Linked DNA regions of Anser cygnoides: region 2 is linked to region 1. The links are chromatin contacts, called in public Hi-C maps. All regions are on one chromosome and are shown on one strand. Each heading gives the region's core, a stretch centred on a gene start, on an enhancer-like site or on the middle of the called end of the contact. The rest is flanking DNA. Distances are from core to core; before and after follow the strand shown. Region 1 overlaps NDEL1 (nudE neurodevelopment protein 1 like 1). Region 2 has its middle 8.8 kb from the start of PIK3R6.

Region 1 (3,259 bases), core at 710-3,209:
TCTGTTTTCAGCGTTAACCACAAGGGACAGAGGAAAGCCAGCCCTGGAGGCCAGGCACCGAGGCTACCCATGCTTCCACTCACATCACTAACCACTGTGGCACTTAAAACAAGCTTCTCGTAACTCAAAAGTCACGTCTTCATTCAACTGGAAAGCCTGGCATCCTAAGCAACACCGTAACAGATGTTTAAACCACTTCTTCCCTGCTTAGAGTTGTAATCCCTTTAAAGGCTCACACATTTCACTTCCCGTTTAACTACACATGGGAACATTTGGCTTTCTCCTGATTTATTTTTTCCCTTTCTTACCCAAAGGGCTCTTTTTTAAAATTTATTTATTTCATTTTTCAGCAACACTTGCAGATCTCCTCAGGCACAAGAAGAAACACTGACAGTCCGATTTCAGCTCACCTGCTGTGACATAAAACAACTATGCAATGGGCACCCCAAGTCTAAGGTTCAGTTCTGAGTCCTGGTCTCATTACAGAGAAAGCTGCGGGACTCATTTGAAATATGCACAAGTGCCCAGTGATGTCTAGCCCCATGTACCAAAAGGCTTGAAGATTGTTTTTACTCCAAGTATGAATTTCATCAACAAAGCTGGCATCAGAACTTCAGCAACCTGCTCTACAAATCAAGATTTAAAAAAAAAATATATTATTACATACTAAACACTAGATGTGGATGATTTGGAAGAGACACATTGGAAACTACGGCATGAACTCAACCTGGGCCACAGCCCTCTATAATTTGCTTACAAGGATGAGAGCTCAGTGACAGCAGCACAGAACTAGAGACACTTCAGGACAGAGCACTCACCCCCACTTTCCGTAAGAGATCTCCCACAATGTTGAGTGCAGATATTCTAGCTGAAGGAGTAAGAGGGCTGGTACCAAATCCGTTTGGAATAGCTGCAAACAAACATTTTATTACGTGAGTTGCTATGTGACTTGCTCCTCCACAGTTCAATTTTTTAAATAACTTCAGTATCAAAGGGTAAATCCAAAATCCTACTGCAGGCTCTTCATACTGTTACTCCACAGTAACACAGGCTGCACAATCACTAGCCACGGAAAGAATAAAAAGCTTAATTCCTGTCCACTGCCTCCTTTTCCATTAGACCTACATGCAGAGTTCATGCACTCCCCATCTGCAAGGCTTCTGCCTGCAATCTATCTAATGCAACCAGAGCTTCCCCTGGAATCTACTCTAATTTAGAAAATAAATGTCTTAATCCTTGTGATTGTCCAGAGCCTTCCAGATGGGAAGAGGACTGGACTAACATCCTGCTGCCTCACAGAGAAAACAGCACCCCTGAAAGCAACTGTGGTAACAAAGGCAGTCTAGACTGTCACAATTACTACCCACCATCTACCCACCACTGCTACCCTGCACTTAAGCTGAAATATCAGTCACTGCACTGCCCTGCAACCCCAAACGTGCTCTACTGCAGCGTACAATCCCCACCACCCCAAAGCAATAGCTCAGCTTCTGAATCTTTCTTTTCCGTAAGATTTGCTCATGATACTCAGTAAGTAGGCCTGATGCTGGCCCACGATTTAAAAATGTAATTTTTAAATTACATTTATGTAATGCCCGTTGGATCCACATGTACCACGTTTACTTAAACATGCGGATCATATACCACATGATCCACATGTTTACTTAAAGTTCACTAACAAGGACCTGGTCTGAAACTATTTTTGACAAGCAGAGCATAATCCCAAACAACTAGGCACAGCTTCTAGGAATTCTACCTTTTGGGGAAGGAAAACTATTTTCTGATCCTTTTCCAACAGGTGTAGCTGGCAAGGAGAGAGACGCCTGGACAGCTGAATCCATCTTTTCACAGTCTAGAGTCGGAGAACTAGGTGCAGACTTTCGGGTGACTTCTTGTTGCCTTTCCCGTACCGCGAGCTCTTGCCGTAAGTCTGAAGTTGGAAGAAGGAAAATACAAAACACACACATTATATTAGCAACAGATTTCTCTAACATGCTAATCGTTTTTTGAGAGGGGAAGGGGGAATACTTTGCAACAACCAAACACTAATTCGCTGTTGCTGGCTTTCTCCAGCAAAGAGCCCCGTCTCAAATCAGACAGCTCGATACCAGCACCTCCCATTACAGCTGGATGTAAAGAGGCAGCAGAGATCCCCCAGCCCAGAGAGCTGCGTGACCCCAGAGGGCACAGCAGGTGACTTGACCTCAGCATTCTTCCCCACTTGTAGGTTGGTTCCATGGAAAGCGTGCTTCGAAATACTTAGCTGGTTACAAATGCCTGCTGAACTGCATTCAGCTCCTGCTCAAATAGAAGCTGGGAAAACAGATTAATGACCTAGTCTTGTGTTTCTAATTCCTCATGTTATTTTTCCAGTTAATAATTCACAGGACTGCACACCAGCCAGAGACAGTCAAAGGGCTGTACCCAGTGTTTCTTGACTCCTCAGCAAATGAAAGAGCAGGCTGAAGAAGCCAGCAGTCCAAACGAAAGAGAATCATAGAATACTCTGAGCTGGAAGTGACCCACACGGATCATCAAGTCTGTTGTACAATATGGCTTTTAAGTTATCCTGAATTTTTAGGAAAGATTTTGAGGGAAACAGCACAACTGAAATGAAATCCGATTTGGATTCCTCGAAGAGTATTTGTGGCTGTTCAATCAGAAATGTTATATCTGATTTTGATACCATATCTGTTCTTTCAGTGGCTAGCATTCCTGCTTGCTTACATGGGAATAACGTGCAACTTTGCTATTCCAACAAACGCTAAAAAATTTCCAAAGAACTCATCCAAGACAGAGGACGTCTCATTTGACGATTCTTCCAATGTTCTAGAAGATAATCCCCTAGGTTTTGCTGTTTTCTCCAGTATTATTGCCCTAACCCTAGACTACAATACATACTTATCTTCAGAAAATTCTTAATCTCCCTTCTCACATTTATTATAAAAAAAAACTGTTTTCAATACTGGCTTTCAATTTGTGGGGCACAAACTTACTTCAAAGAGGCTCACAAAGAACACCAACAAAAAAATCCCAGCCTATTGTCAAGTGTATGGCCTTGCAGTCAGATCGTGGTCTTCATTGAGGAATTGTTTTACAGCGCTTCACTTTGGAATGAACGTTGAAAAACACTGAACTACTGCGATGGCAGGCTTATGAGCAGATTGCCCCATTAGAGAAGTCGTGTTCCCCAACCATTAAAAAAATAGAATACCAATAAAAAAAAGTTTCCCCCATGTCCTCAATGTGAAACACACCA
Region 2 (3,250 bases), core at 359-2,858, 250 kb before region 1:
ATCTACAGCATGAAGTAGAGAGCAGCACTAGCTAACGCTCAGCTGAGAAGGGGTTCTTGAGTGGGTGTTTCTCAGCTGGTGGCTGATAAGCAACACAGAGTGAATTAGCATCAGTAGGCAGGAGTGAGCCTGCCTGTGTTGGAGCCACTATTACACAGATTAAGATATGCCCCTGAACAATGGAAAACACAGGTGCCATCCTCTTGGCAGATGTGGGCAATCAAACCACCTCCTGTGCTCTAAGCAGGCCATCAGCAGGTTGTCTGAATGGACACATTGCTGTAGGACATCAGGAATGCTCCCACACTGTGACAGTCGTATCCTGAAGCATCCTGGGTGAAGGAAAAATACATTTGTTCCAAAATACTGTGTTGGTTCAGCCTGACTTTCCTTAGCTCTACGGGCACGTTGGGCAACAAGTCTGTTTGCAAAGCTCCCGTGGTCTATCGGAGGTGAGCAGAGGTCTGCTCAGGATCGGGGCTGCCTGCAGAACCCAGAGCCTGTGTCTGGGCTTGGTGAGCTAGGACAGAAGCGGCCCAGGCACCGGGGTGGCCACAGGTCATGGTGCCCGGGTGTGGGGACTTGCCCATAGGTGTGTGCAGCTCAGCACCTCTAATCCCTTCCTCATGCTCATCGAGTTGTTTGTTGGAAGTGCCCGGGCAAACCTTCCTCTTGTACTTTTGCTTCCTGGTAGACAAATGTGCAATGCCAGGGGTGGCATCTGCAGCGTCCCCTGCACGAGGCCAGCAGCTGGGGAATGACAGGGGGTGAGGAAACCCACAGGGACCTCAGGACTTGGGTGGTGGGGCCTGAACTGGGATGTTTCCAAGGGCTCTTTTACAAGGAGGTATGTCAGAGGTGCTCGCCTGCTCTCTCAGCTGTAAGGAGAAATAGCGGAGAGCAGAGTCAGGCTTCCTGGCAGCTCTGTCCTTGCATGCCATTACAGGGGGGAGGTGGGGGGAGGATAAACATGCCCAGGCTGTCTCCTCAGTTAGAGGTCACAGCCCCAGCAGCGCTGTCCCCTCCTGCATCTCGAGTTACCCTCAGCCCTGCACCCCGAGCTGGGCTCGCTGCCACCTGAACCTCTTGTGACGGCCGGCATCGTCCTCCGCTGGGAGAGACCTGGGCAGCGGGAGGGTCTGCCTGACCCAGAGGGGTTTCTCAAGATAATTCAGCAACTTTTCGGAGGAAAAAGGAGAAGCAGAAGAAAATCCAGGGCATGTCTTCTGCCAAGCTCCCTGCCCTGGTTCCCTTCTGGGGCTGCGAGCTCCTGGGCTGGCAGAGCAGGTGGTTTTTAGTGCTCGTGATTCGGCTTTGTGCTTTCAGGCAGTTGTGAAGTAGAACAGATTGGAAGTTTTCTGCAAATTTCACTCATTTCTGAAGGACTTTGGCCACTGCCAGTGACTGACTCACTGTTTGCCTCGGGACAGACCTTTGCTCAGGACAAGCAAGAGCAAAGGTGGGCAAGCGAAGCGCTGGTGGCTGCAGGAGGCTGTTTATCTCTCCTGGCAATGCCTGCTGCTCCAGTGTCCTTATCTTATTGCGCTAATTAATGATCAATTAAAAGTTAACAAGGCTCCCTGTGCCTGTACGAGGAACAGTTTTCCTGGCAGGGAAAATTTACTCGAGAAGAGTAACAGTGTGCTGCCAATGGAAAGCTGCACAGTGAGCCATACGTTCAGGCGTAGCACAAGTCCTACATGGGCCTATGGGCCTGTACCGGTCAGTGCTGACAGTGTGAGAAATGGGGTGGGCTTTTCTGTGCCAGTCCCACACCCTTCTTCCACCAGTGTTCACCTCTGTGCCCCCGTAGTCCCCTCTCCTCTCTGCAGACACCTCTGCCGCAGCCCTTGCAGAAAGCCCCGTGAAGGCTGAGGGGTTGCAGCCAGAGCAAACACATCTCGACTGAAATCCAAATCAAAACAAGCATGAAGAATATTTTGTGGTGTTTACCCAGCCCTTGGTGAACCCAAGCAGGGTCTGACGGTGTGAAATGTTCTAGGCAGCAATGGGCCAGCGCAATGCAGCGTATTTAGCCGGTGTTCCCACACGTGGAGAGGAGCATGGGCAGGGCCGCTCCGACCCCCTCCATGCTCACCAGGACGGGTCCTGCTTCTGGACGCGTCCCCTCTTCTGCACCAGCGCTCGTGTCTGCTCACCCCATGGCCGAAGGAATTCACTTCTTGCTGAATCAGTCTCCTGCTGGCTTAGGAAGCTGAATGGCTCACGGAAAGGTCCAGACCTGGCGTGGCTGGGGATCGTGCACCCTGGCAGGTTGTACAAACATTGTCATTGCTGCTGAGATGTGAGTTGGCTCAGCGCACCTTGCCCATGCTCTGATGGTTGCAGCGTCTTTCTAGGAGGGATCTGTGGCCTGCAGGCTGAGACATTGCTCCTGTAATCAGAAAACAGTAGATGGACCTGTCAGGAGTCCCAGGGCTCTGGGTCCTCTGCTCTCATGTCTACTGGGAGACCTCTGGTGACCATGGGCTCTGCCCTACCTCCCAGGAGTGGGCCATTGGGCTCTGCTCCTCTGCACCCATGGGTACCGGCCAGTTGCTGACTCATGGGAAAAAACAAGACCCTGAATCACTGGGGCTTTTCCTGTATAATGGCATGTTTTTTCCTGTTGTTGGTTTCTGTGTTGACTTACCATCAACTGTGGGCCAGGTTAAGCCACCTGAGAACAGGACACTTTTATGAGAGGCTCCTAGAAGAAACTGTAAAAATTCAGCCCATCGAGAGTTTTCCTTCCCAGGAACCCATCTGAAATGTCATCCTAAAGGTGTTTACATTTTTGCTGCTCTTTTATGGGTAGTTTTAATGGTGCACTGGGCACTTCCATCAGCAGGAAGCGACGGGGTAGCTCCAGCTTTGCCCAATCTCCAGCAGCCAGTCCACAGGAGATTGGGCAAGGGATAAAGGAAGAGATGTGTCCTGTCTCTGCATGCTACAAGAGCACCATCAGGACCCCTCTCTGCTGCAGCCTGGGTGACCGAGAGGTGTGTGGCTCCTCTGAGATGGGGCATAATGGAAGGGGCACAAACAATCTGGGTACGGGAGAGACTGAGCCATGGCAGAGAGTCCTCCTCTGTTTAACTTCACAGCCATCACAAAAGGAAGGATGTGCTAATCTTTGGTGGGAAGCCAACTTCTGCCCATCGTAAGGAGCCATCTGTGCTTTATCATATGGCTCGAGCCTGTGTGCAACCGCGATGCTTCCAGTAGTTGTGCCAGTCCCTCAGGCCAA

Evidence for each region. A called contact is a pair of places that touch in the nucleus more often than the background predicts.
Region 2: a contact with region 1 is called in a Hi-C map of liver, with 2.1 times the contacts expected there. The contact joins two enhancer-like sites. A contact is called at or near these places in 2 of 7 Hi-C or Micro-C datasets (both in liver).

What each region holds. Positions count from the first base shown.
Region 1 is chr19:1,850,226-1,853,484 of Taihu_goose_T2T_genome, reverse strand. NDEL1 (nudE neurodevelopment protein 1 like 1) reads right to left here. Exons shown (of 11, transcript XR_010825954.1): 6 at 1,757-1,930; 7 at 819-910. Among named protein-coding and RNA genes, the nearest start is that of NDEL1, 14 kb to the right of the region's middle. Within about 2 kb of position 1,959, at least 1 of the 3 cell types and tissues checked has open chromatin away from gene starts, as enhancers often do. A contact at or near this core is called in liver, where this site is marked.
Region 2 is chr19:2,099,734-2,102,983 of Taihu_goose_T2T_genome, reverse strand. No RefSeq gene overlaps it. Among named protein-coding and RNA genes, the nearest start is that of PIK3R6, 8.8 kb to the right of the region's middle. Within about 2 kb of position 1,608, at least 2 of the 3 cell types and tissues checked have open chromatin away from gene starts, as enhancers often do. A contact at or near this core is called in liver, where this site is marked.